Linked DNA regions of Danio rerio: region 1 is linked to region 2. A link is a contact called in public HiCAR-type data. All regions are on one chromosome and are shown on one strand. Each heading gives the region's core, a stretch centred on a gene start, on an enhancer-like site or on the middle of the called end of the contact. The rest is flanking DNA. Distances are from core to core; before and after follow the strand shown. Region 1 holds the start of gramd2aa (GRAM domain containing 2Aa). Region 2 overlaps trip4 (thyroid hormone receptor interactor 4).

What was found. HiCAR-type assays count read pairs that join an accessible place to other places.
Region 1: a HiCAR-type map of caudal fin shows a contact between it and region 2, with 16 times the contacts expected there. The contact joins the promoter of gramd2aa here to the enhancer-like site in region 2. A contact is called at or near these places in 12 of 18 Hi-C or Micro-C datasets (caudal fin, embryo, fibroblasts and 4 more) and 2 of 4 datasets of contacts at active chromatin or transcription factors (caudal fin and gastrula embryo).

The regions. Positions count from the first base shown.
Region 1 is chr7:68,489,032-68,495,564 of GRCz12tu, forward strand. gramd2aa (GRAM domain containing 2Aa) reads left to right here and starts at 3,564. Exons shown (of 12, transcript XM_005166601.5): 1 at 3,564-3,760. The coding sequence starts at 3,651.
Region 2 is chr7:68,225,843-68,232,427 of GRCz12tu, forward strand. The region is part of intron 11 of trip4 (thyroid hormone receptor interactor 4); the gene reads left to right. Among named protein-coding and RNA genes, the nearest start is that of trip4, 22 kb to the left of the region's middle. Within about 2 kb of position 2,464, at least 14 of the 62 cell types and tissues checked have an H3K27ac peak or open chromatin away from gene starts, as enhancers often do. A contact at or near this core is called in caudal fin, gastrula embryo and skeletal muscle, where this site is marked.

The sequences.
Region 1 (6,533 bases), core at 2,314-4,813, 260 kb after region 2:
CTTACACTAAAGGCTAGTTTATATTTCTGTGTCAAGCCCGCGCATGTTGTTTTGGCGCAGCCTTCACGCGGTCGCAGAGCCCTCAATATAGCTGACGCCAACGATAAATCGCACATTTCAAAAAACTATGTGTCGGAACGACGCATAGCACAAGCTCTGTGATTGGTCAGCTTGGTAGCTGTGCTTAGTGTGGGCAGTGCTGAGAGTCGTGAGCCCAATGGAGCGAGTGCTTACAAGTGTCGAGTCTGTGAAGGAGCTCCAGATGTTTTGTATTTACCTTATTAGCGCCAGACAGAATCTGCGGACAGATTTTTGCGCAGAATATTGTAAAATATGTGGATTTGGTCTGAATGATTTTGGGTGTATTGTAACTAAAAACTTTATGTTGAATAAAAGATGATACATTTAACTTTTATTTAATGTTTGCAATACAAATCCTATTAGATCCATTTATTTGGCAAATAAAGCAAGTCTCCCATGTAATAAATCTCTATATACTGTATCTACTAAGACACAGAATTGTTTCTTTACTAACTGTATTGTAAGTAAATCGTATGAACATTTTTATATTAGTCAGTAATATTCCTGAAATTAGTTTAAAAGCTAAATAAATATAAATTTACACACAACTGAATAAATAGACTCAATGATGGGCTGAAAGTCTGCAGCTGTCTGCGTGCACAGTTTCCGTGTGGGCCTACTTACTGTACGATTGAAGTTGTTGCACATCTACCGGTTCTCACCAATGTTGCCAACTATTTTCAATGAAAAGACGCTAAGCTCTGCCTGGAACGTCACTAAATATCACCAGATTGTCAAACGTCAATTAGCATATTACACTTTATTTATGCATGTCAGCAGGGCTTAATTTATGCTGGAACACATCGGATCTGGATCCGGCACCTAATTTTACCGATCCCCCTCCTCAACCCACTTCACTGTCGTCCACCACACCCCCCACCCAGCCCGCTCCCCACTTTCGTGCGCCATCCTCGGGTATGCCGGATCCCTTACCTTAATCTGTTCCAGGACCTCGCAATTCACAAATTAAGCACTGCATGTCAGTTTAACTACATTTATTGCTTTTTGAATACAGTAAATCCGTATAGATGTGTAGTGGATTTGCAGTAATCTCTCAGACATAATAAACTCAGAGTTAAACTTCAAGTTTTGAAACTGTTTCACTAAAATATAAGAATAAAAACAAACGACTCACGAAGAAACTTGTTACAAAGGAGCATAACACAACCTACTGCCAGCTAATGTTTCAGAAGTGCAGAGCAACACAAACAGCACGCTGAAGTATAAATGCACGGTTATGTGCCAGGCTGGTGCCGTGGGTCACTCCAATCATTCGATGCAGAAGTAAAAACCAGACTTTACCCTAACCCCAACCTAACAGTCCACCTATAATCTATTGAGAATAAGTTGGCATGTAGATGCAATGTAACTGAAATTTAACAAAATGCATTAAAGGGACCATCAAAATTAGGGCTGTGCAATAAATCGAAAATCTGATTTGGATTTTGGCTTCTAACGATTATGAAAATGCATTAATCAAGATAAACGATTATTGCATCATATACCGCCGCTTTTCCAGTTGTACACATTTGTTGCTCTTAAAAGCACGAAAGACCGCATGCTTCTGTGTGTTGGGTGCACGCACAGTCAGAAGCATGCGGTCAGCATTCGTTTTCATTCGCACACTGAGATGAGCAGAGTGCACACATCTAAAGTCATCTTAATGTGAGCATTTTAATGGTCAAATAGAAGTCAAAACACGGTGTTTGGTGATTATTCATATTAACACTCATTTGTGTAATAAACAAATGAGTTGTGAATCAAAAGACATGCGAAAGAGAAACCATTTAAGTGACAGCGCACAATGTTCCTCCTGCCGCCTGTTTCCATCATTATTAATCAAAAAACAAAAGGAGAAAATCCCTCACTGCTCTTGACTGAAGAATTTTGTAGCTAAAGTGTTTTTACTACAGTGAAGATGCTTAAAGCACAGTTTGTTTCATATTTTTATTCTATTGTATTTATTTCTCTTTCCTTTGCAGAGTGAAAAATAACTGTATGCAGTTAAAGTCAGAATTATTAGCCCTCCTGAATATTAGCAGCCCTTTTCCCCCAATTTCTGTTTAATGGAAAGTTTTTTTCAACTTATTTCTGAACATAATAGTTTTAATCACTCATTTCTAATAAATCATTTCTTTTGTCCTTGCTATGATGACAGTACATAATATTTTACTAGATATTTTTCAAACTACAAGCATTCAGATTCAAAGTGCGATTCAAAGGCTTAATTAGGGTAATTAGGCAAGTCATTGTATAACAGTTTCTTCTGCAGATAATCAAAATATATTGCTTAAGTGGGCTAATAATATTGACCTTAAAATAGGATTCAAAATATTTAAACCTGCTTTTATTCTAGCCAAAAATAAATAAATAAATAAGCCGTTCACCAGAAGAAAAAATATTAGAGGAAATGCTGCAAAAATTCCTTGCTCTGTTAAACATCATTTGGGAAATATTTATTTGAAAAAAAAGTTCTCAGGGGCGCTAATAATTTTGACTTCAATTGATAAGTGTTTTGAAAAATCGTGATTACAATTATGACCAAAATAATCGTGATTATGATTTTTCTCAAAATCGAGCAGCTCTAATCAAAATAAAGTGATACAGAGTTTCTCTCTTTTGTTAAACACAATGGAAACTTTTGAAGAGTGTTGAAAACCTGTAACTATTGACTTCTATAGTATTTATGTTTCAAACTATGGAAGTCAATGGTTACATGTTTACATCATTCTTCATAATATCTTCTTTTGTGTTCAAAAAACTCAAAGTTCTGAAACCTTTTGGTAGAATTTTCAACTTTGAGTGAACTATCCCTTTAATAAAAAACACTGTAAGATCAATTTACACCACTAGAGGACACTCACACCCACTGTGCCACCGATTTCTTACCACATTTGTTTACTTTATTCCCTTTCTACACCATTTTATGATTTCTAAAAATGATTTTATTAAAAACCCATTTATGAATTAACCCAATTTACAGCCAATTCAACACAGATTGTACAAGCACTTTCATATTTATCAAATTCATATAAGGATTCCTATTTATCAAATTAATTTCCATGGTATATCCAAACAATGTTCTGCTATTTCAAAGATTTCCCTAATGGTGGCATTAGAAATCAATAATATGGCCTCAAAGAATTGCTCTAAATATGCCAGATGCCGTACGGTGAAATATGTTGGATGCATGAAAATTCCAGATTCCTAGCATTTTAATTCACTTCCCTTATTGCTCTAATTCTGTTAGGCAGTCATATGAATGCCTGGAAGGGTAATTGTTCTCAATCACTAGAGTATTCGCACAGTAAGAGCTAATGTGAAGGTCTTTGTGTGCAACAAAAGGGTCTTTTTATGTGCATAGTGATGGAGCGGCGGAGATTATGCGGGGATGTTTTTGTGGAGTGTAAATGTAAAATCTGATTATCGCTGCTCTGAGAAGGGGGAGGGTTGCGATGGAGGCAGGGAGATGCTGAGGCAATGACTTTTCCTCTGATATCCTGCAAGGGCATGGAAGTACACTTTTCCTCTCGCTGCTTAGCAAGTCTGCATCGGACATCTGGGATTTAATGGGATGCACTATATACGCTGCCAGTTCTGAGGCTCCTTCAGCGGAGGGGCCCGAGCTACAGAGACGCCCCCATGGTTACAGCAGCAGGACCTGTCGCACCCGTGTCCGGTGAGGCTACAATGCGTTGATCACATGCTAAGTCGAGAGTGGTTGGGTTTTTTTCATCAGTTAACAACTCAAATGTGATATAGTGTGTGTGTGTGTGTGTGTGTGTGTGTGTGTGTGTGTGTGTGTGTGTGTTTGCGTGTTTGCTGGGCACTTACAGATGTGTTTTTAATGTGCAATTGTAAAGGGACACACACACAAAAAAATTACATTTTGAAGGCAATTAACCAAGGTGTTGATAGTAAATACTGACTCTAATAGTTGGAAAAATGCAATGGAAGTCAATGGTTTCCATAAGCTTAGCATTTTTCACAATGCTTTGTTTTAACACAAACTGCAGTACTTTATTGTAAATACTATAGTGATTTTGAACCATTTCTATAGTAAAGTATTATACTGTTTGTGTGTGCGAGCGTACGTATTAATTTATATATATATATATATATATATATATATATATATATATATATATATATATATATATATATATATATATATATATATATATAAAATGGTATTTGCAACTCTGTTAATGAATGCTACATATAATACTTGTATTAACTGCAGTTAACTTAAATTCTGTAGTGTAATTTACTTTTTGCTTCAGTAAACTGTAGTGTATTGTGGTAGTAAACACTGACTAATGGTTGGGAAATGCAATGGAAGTCAATGGTTACTATCAGCTTAGCATTTTTCACATTCTGAACTATTACTATAGTAATGTGAATTATACTCTAGATATTATGGCATTTGCAACTGTTAATAAATGCTACAGAGAATGTTAGTATTAATTTCAGTTAATTAAAAAATATTGTAGTATAGTTTAGTATTTGCTTCAGTAAAAGGTGTGTTGTAGTATAATAGTATACCCAACATACAATTGCACATTACAAACCTCTGAAGGATTGCTGAACACAAAACATACAGTTGAAGTCAGAATTATTAGCCGCCCTTTGTTTTTTTTTCTTTTTCTTTTCTCTTTTAAATGTTTCCAAAATGATATTTAACTGAGCAAGGAAATTTTCACAATATTTCTGATTATATTTTTTTTTCTGGAGAAAGTCTTATTTGTTTTATTTCAGCTAGAATAAAAAACAGTTTTAAATTTTTTAGACACTATTTTAAGGATACAATTATTAGCCCCTTTAAGCTATTTATTTTCTCGATAGCCTACTGAACAAATCATCGTTATACAATAACTTTCCTAATTACCCTAACCTGCCTAGTTAACTTAATTAAACTAGTTAAGCCTTTAAATGTCACTTTAAGCTGTATAGAAGTGTCTTGAAAAATATCTAGTCAAATGTTATTAATTGTCATCATGGCAAAGATAAAATAAATCAGTTATTAGAAAGGAGTTATTAAAACTATTATGTTTAGAAATGTGTTGAAAAAATCTTCTCTTTGTTGAACAGAAATAGGGTACTAAAATAAACAAGGGGTCTAATAATTCAGACTTCAACTGTATGTTTTGTGTTCAGCAATCCTTCAGAGGTTTGTAATGTGCAGGTGAGTGAATTATGACAGTCTTTCATTCTTGGGTGATCTAGAATTAGTTTAAGCTATTAAAAACATGCTTTTTAAATTTTATTTCTGTTAATCACCAAACTCCAAATATATAGTTTTATTCAGACTGGATGCACTTTAAAATAATTCATTTAAAGTCATTTAATGTTACAAAAGTTTCTAATTCAAAGATGTACTGTTGTTTTTCACTTTCTTTTTAAATTATGATAAACATTGATTTCAGGCCACACTATATTATTTTATCTATCTATCTATCTATCTATCTATCTATCTATCTATCTATCTATCTATCTATCTATCTATCTATCTATCTATCTATCTATCTATCTATCTATCTATCTATCTATCTATCTATCTATCTATCTATCTATCTATCTATCTATCTATCTATCTATCTAGTATTTTTCATTTTTGTAAAATGTATTTACATTTTGCTGTTTAATTAGTTTCAACATACCAATATCAAATTAAAATCAAGCTGGAAATGTATTTTCAGCAACCATTGTGATTATGAATAACTAAATGAATGCACAATTGAAATTTAAAAATGTTGCTCTTAAAATACTGATATTTTCCTCATTGCAGTACACTTTAAAACTGCCCCTTAATTTTTAAGCAAGATATTATTTTTCATACACTGCTACATAACCCTGTAACAAATAGCCTATGTGTAGCTTAAAAGTGATTGAACTTATAAAACGAACTATAAGGAGCCAAACGAATGTTTATTAGGTTTCTCCACAGTGTCTTTCAGTCTGTGTAATGTGTGTGCGTTGATACTGAGGAGTAAATCCAGCGAGAGTTGCCGGAGCTTCTTAATAACACGAGTCGCTAATGCTGCTGACGCTTCAACCCTCATAAGACATGACACCATAACGCTCACTGTCACACTGATGACCCTTTACATTCATAAACAAGTACTCTATGCCCAAGGACTGTAATAACGCCGGTAATAATGCCGCTGTTTTTACACTGACTCACCTCTATGGGACACGTTGAGCGAGGCTTTGGATATTTCCTGTCAGCCAGGTATGTCTCAACTCACTGTAATGGCGACGTGTTGACGTCTAACCATTTAGAGTTCAAATTAATGAATGCAAGGTTATTTTGGTGCTTTGAAAGGATTAAATTGTTGTTTAGTCGGATAATATAGATTATTTTTTAGTAAGTGTGATATACTGTGATGGAGTTTGATTGGTTATTTATTTGGTTAATGATAAATTTGCAGTGCATTGACTTATTACAGTAC
Region 2 (6,585 bases), core at 1,214-3,713:
ACATGAAGCAACATGATTTAAAAACCATTAAAAAAAGAGATCAGATTGAATGAGTCACACTCAATGCTGTTATACCCACACCTGTGACCACACTTCACTTCAGTTCTATTCTGAAAAATGATATCCACTAGATATTTGTTGCAAGGTCTGGATTCTGAAGCCAAAATAGATATAGTTCACCCACAAATGGAAAAATCTGTCATTATAAACTCATCCTTTACTTGTTCCAAATTTGAGTTGGGTTGGATTGAAGATTTATTGAAGAAACCTATAACCATTTACGTCAGTAGTAGGAATATCTAATACTACTGATAGTTTTCAAAAACGGGTCCTGTGGAGAGACCTGGCAGGCAAATAAAAAATGGGCAGTAATGGCACCTATACTGGCATATCCACAGAAACGCAGCACAAACCGGTTATATTTCCATCTGTTTCAAGCTTTTTTTGGATTTCATATCAACAGAACCGAGATATGATCACAAACTAAATTGTGGGCACCTGCGATTTATATATTGCACTCGCAACCATTTTCAGCCATTTAATACTGTCAAGTCCCTGTCAGAGCTCCAGTTCTTACATCTAACGCTATCTTTTGGATAATTCTCAATTATTTAATTATTAGTGAAGGTGTTATAACATGCGAGTAGGGAGCCAGATCTGCCTAAAAAAATAATGCCTTTACAAAATATAACTCATACCTCCGCAACACAATTCACATTTACAAAATCTAATTTATAAGTCGTGAATGCACATAATTCGCCAAGTCAAAACACAAATTAAAAGTACACAAAACCCAATTCGTTAATTTAAAGCTTGATTCAAAAGCACACAAATTCAATTCATCGATTTAAAACACGATTCAAAAATTTGTTTCGTTTTCAGACGCAAATCAGGTTCTTTGTTAATGGCTTTTGATTTGAGGCACTGATATACTCAACTCCAGTGACAGCACACTGACTGTGCAGTACTTGTCCTGAGAGTGCGTAAACTGGACCGTTAGCATCGTGCCATGACGGTTCAGGAAGAATGTACCATTACACCCTTAATTGCATTACAAAAATGCACAGAATAATGGTCATTTAAGCATTTTTGTTTTGGTTCAGTCTGAAGCCATATGTTCTGTGAACTAAAAATTTGCCACATCTGCCACAAGTTTGAGTTTAGCTTAATACAACACAATTTTTCGTTCACTGAACTTTTGATCTATTAAGTACAGTTGTTTCTCATATCTCAATGTTCAACTCCTCTAACTATAATAACTAAACCATTGTAATGTTTTTTTTTTTTGTGAACAACTGTTTTTATTATTGCAATTTTTGTTCAACACAGAGAATGCAACATATGATTATATTGTAAACAATCCCAAATCCCCATACAGTGAGACTTTTTTTATAATTGCCGAAATGAAAACAAATTAATATAAGAACGAATAAAATGTAGAAGTTAAAGTAAAAATAAAAATAATTATTACATCATGAGATGTTTATTAATCTTTATAATATCAATAAAGAAAAAAAAATGAATATACAATATCACTTCAAATGATATGAAAAGCTAGGGCCACACAATATACAGTATCATTTCAGCATCAATATTGCAATGTGATCATTCGCAATAGTCACATCGCAGGATCTGCAATGTCAAGTTCAGCTTCAGTTTATTCATTACTCTGGTAATTTGAGTGGAATCATAGCTGACCAAGAACTATATTGTTGAGTGAATGTAAAGCTTAATCTTAATAGTGTGTTTTCTAGAATTTCTAACAATAAAAATATATTGCATTTAACTTTTGTACAATGAAGACTATGACATTTTATTCGCTTGCATTTGATAATTCAACTTGGACTCTAATATACAGTTAGACTCACAAAAAAGATTATCTGGCCTATGAAGTCATCCCATTCAATATACAGTTATGAGTTCTTTCCAAATTGAGCTATTTAAGTCACCTGGTTAAATGATTACACTCATATTGAAATAAATATCGCAGAAAAACAAAATATTGCAAGATCAGATTGTTCCAAAATCATATAGCTTTAACTAAACTTGCTAAAGCTGAAAACTCAAATTAAATTATAACATTAATGAGCCTTGAATTCATTTCTGTTTTAAATTAACTAATGTGCAAAAGGTATACAAAAAAAAGATTTTTACAGTAATTTGCTGTAATCATACTGCATGCCTTAATGCCACAATAAAATTCTGAATACAACATATTTCACTGTTAAGTCCTGTAAAGTGGTACTAATGTAATTTTCTCTGAAAAATTACTGTAACGTGAAATTCTGGGAAGTATTTACAGTATATATTGATCTTTGCTGTATTACTCCACATGAATGTATCTCTGTTGAATAACACTCTCCCTCAAATGTAAAAATCAGTGCTCACTGTGCACTTGAACTGAGCAGCACACAGCAGTATTCTGGCATACAGGCACATTCCTCTGTCTGTCTGTGTCCGCTTCCCCTGCTGTCTTCTTCTGTAGCCTACAGCACACTTCCTGCCTCATTTCCTGCTCTCCCTGCATGGCAGACTCCCTGTAATAGAGGTGTAATTGGTGCTGCTGCAGTAGCGTCTGCCATTGAGATGAGCTCTCCTCTGCTGTGGTTCACAGATCACTACACAAAGACCTTGTCTGTGTCATATTTCACTATCAAACCGAAAGATAAAGCGAGGATATTTTTTCTGTACACTGAGAAAATGAAACCTAATAAGGCCATGGAGTGTTTTGCATTCAGACAACTTTAATGACTATTATCCTCCCCTAAATAGGATGCTCAGTCTGTTTGAACTCTTTTTGGATGCTTTTCTGTTTTTGTAGAAAACTTGGCTTATATGTAGTTGGTTTGAGTGTTGTTTACAATCTGGTTTTGGAAAATTCCCCTTTGTAACAGGAAGTTGGGTCAGGACATATTGAATGACTTGCTTGTACCGCGGGAGTGCTATTTGGTGCACTTCACAGCTAGAAAAAAATGGAGGGGTCAAAGTTCGGCTGGTTGGCATATGGTCCATTGAGCCCCTGCCGAGCTCTGACTAAATGATACATGTTTAATTATATTATAGCAGATGTTTGTGCAGTAATCAATATGTTTCTATGTTATATGAAATCAATTTAAAGTACTTTTAATTTACAAGAGGTAGACTAAGTGAATGGGTTATTATTACTATATTTTCATTTTGATTTATTTACATAAAGTTTTTGTTTTATTATTAAATCAAATTTGCAGCATTGGATTTATGATCATTTGCCATATTTTTTTCTTTTTTGCTGTTTGTAATTGCCTGTCGGATGTTATCAGATAAAAAATGTTCTGTTTTAAGGCAAGGCAAGTTTATTTATTTAGCACATTTCATACACAGTGGCAATTCAAAGTGCTTTACATAAACAATAATAAAAAAGACAAGTGTAAGAAAATAAAAACAAATAATAACAGTGATTAAAAACTGATTAAACGTGTTAAAACAGGTACATAATAATAAAAAAGGACATGATAGTGTGATCTGTCAGACTTGGCGCAGTGCTCATTCACTATAAGCACAGCTAAACAGATGTGTTTGAGGGTGTACTCACACTATATACAGGTGCCTTGAATTGGGCCGAAGCACACTTGTCCTCTCTCCCATCTCCCCCGACGGCCTGCACTCACATTACATTTGGGCCTGGGCAGGCTTGCGCCATCGATGATGCGCTGTTCAGTAAGCGATTTCACTCAGCACAGTGGAGATTTCTCTAGTTATATTGTTTTAGTCATTTGGGATGCAGTATCATGCAGTCAAATATTTTGCCGAACAGATCAGCCACTTTTGACTCTTAAAAACAATCATAAAGTCCTTGTGCTGCAGTAATGAGGAGGTTTGCTAAAGGTGCAGCTGTGGTGCAGTGTGGGGTTTGCTTCTTTAATAATCTACCACGGTTTCCTTTTATTAAACGGTAAGAATGATTAATGAAAAGTCACGTCTCGTCTTCAGTTTCGGGCTCAGGCACACTTTGCACTCAAACTACAAGCATACCGCGCCAAAGCCCAAGTGAACAGCGATCTGGCACACCTCTTCCAACCGGGCCAGGGCCGGCCAAGTGAACCGTGCCTGAGCCCGATTTAGAGCACTTACACTTCTCAAACAATCTGGGAAACGGGCTTGGGCATGGTTCGAATAGCATGGTGTGAGCACTCCCTAAGCCTTAATTTGAATGTACCTAATATTGGAGCACATATGATCATTTCTGGAACAGGAATGCAAGGCTAATTCTCCCTGCTTTTTGTTTATATGATCCTAAAGGTCTGAGGGATCTATTAGGGTTGTATTCAGTGAGCATATCTGTATTGTATTAAGGTCCTATGCCATTTAGTGATTTATAGACAAGTAATATTACTTTAAAATCTATTCTGAATGTAACTGTGAGCCAGTGTAAAGACCTGAGGAAACATTTGATGTGCTCAGATTTTCTGGTTCTGGTCAGAATCCTGGCAGCAGTGCTCTGGATGAGCTGCAACTGTCTCACTATTTTTTTGGGTAGGCCCATGAGGAAGTCAATACAGCAATCCAACCTGCTGCTGATAAAAGCATGAACAAGTTGCTAAGTCCCCACTGGAAACAAAGCATCTAATTCTTGCAATGTTTTTGAGATGATAGTATGCTGATTTACTAACTGCTTTGACATGACTATTAAAATTCAGATCTGACTCCAGAATCACACCAAGATTCTTGACCTTATTTTTTTATTGTTTGATCCTTAGAGCCAAGGTACGCATTCACCTTGAGAACCTCATTACTGTTCCCAAATGCAATGACTTCAGTTTTCTCTTTGTTTAACTGAAGTAAGATTTGGCACATCCAAATGGTAATTTCAGTGTTTTAGTGTATTTAATTATTCATCTATTTTTCCACTTAAAGGTATAGTTCACCCAAAAACGAAGAAAAAAAAAGTGTTCCAAACCTCCTTGACTTTCTTTCTTCTGTTGAACACAAAATAAGATATTTTGAAGAAAGATGTAAACCAGAAAACATTGACAAACTATTTAATTTTCTTAAGGATGTTAATGGTTTCTGGCATCCAGCTTTTTAAAAAAAATATTTTTTTTTTGTTCAACACAAGAAAGAAAGTCAAAGAAGTTTGGAACAAGTAAAGGGTTAGTAAATGTTGTCAATTTTCAATTTTGGGTGAACTATGCCATTAAAATTAAGACTAAATTTAAAAATAAAGTCTGATTTGTATATTTTTGAGGTGGCAAACATGGACTAAAAGCCACACACAACTGCAGTTTTGATTTTAAGGAATTGGTGTACACCAAAATTTAAAAGAAGGTGTGGTTAACTTCTGTTTATTTTCACTAAGCAATCACATACAGCAATCATTTCTTTTCAGGACATAGATTTAAACTGCTTTATTCATATGGATTAATGTTTTTAAGTGTCTAAATTATTTGTGAATAGATGTTTTATCTAAATATTTCAAAAGGTACACATTTGTACCTAATGGGTCAGGAAAGACACCTCAAGGGTACATATTAGTACCTAAAAAATACAAAAGTGTAAATTTGTAGGTACAAATATATGCTTTAGAGGAACCAATATGGACCCTTTAAGTACAAATGTGTATCTTTTAAAAACGTACCACCCCAGTGACAGCTCTTGTACCTTTATTTCCGAGAGTGTATTATTAAGATAATGATTGTTTGTTAGAACTTATAAAGAACATATTCTGCATCATCATATTCTGCATTCTGAAAACCTGAACTAACAACTTCCTCAATAACTAAGCAGCAGCAAATTAGGTGTATTGATACAAAAGTCATAATTAGTGGTTTATTAATAGTGAGAATTGTACCTTAAAATAAAGTGTGGCCAGGTATTTTTTAGAGTACGTTTTAAGTGTTTGCTAACAAAGTTGCACTCAAAAAATAATTTTGCTGCTTGTTGAAACCTCTTATTTAAAATGAGTTGAAACAACACAACTTAGCTTTTGGTTAAGTTTTTTTAATTAATTGTTTTATGTTCAATCTACTTAAATTTGTTAAGGGAAAATTTGTTAACTTTAAAATTAGCGTAGTTGATTTGTGTTGGGACAATTTCAAGAATTTGTGTGGAATCCAGCATTTTTTTGCGTAAAAACACACGCATCTGATTTATTTGGCTTGTTTTATTCTCATCCTGACCTGCAGAGGGTGCAATGCGCCATCATCTCCTCAACCCCGGCAGCTCAGTCCTGCCATTTTGACTGCCTCTACACTGAAGCAAAGCCCTGCAATCATTCCTCACTAATTCATGTCCTGCAATTACTTTCATATTGCACACTTCTCCCACTGATAGCTGTATGTTTGAAGCGAGCATCTATTTTCCTAGTTTCTATGATGTCAAGCAGAGGATTTAAAGGGATTATGTCCAGGTGCAATATCGCAACCCGGCTCTGTCCTTGATTAATTATAAATCAATGAAGTCTATTGCAGCTCAGAGGGCTCTAATCTTTTCTCTTTCATCCAGTGTAAATGTCGGCGAGCCTCAACCACTCTGTCTGCTTCAGCTTGAGATATTCTGTCTACCTCGCTGCTTTTCAATAGCCAAACACTTTTTAACAAATCTAGCATG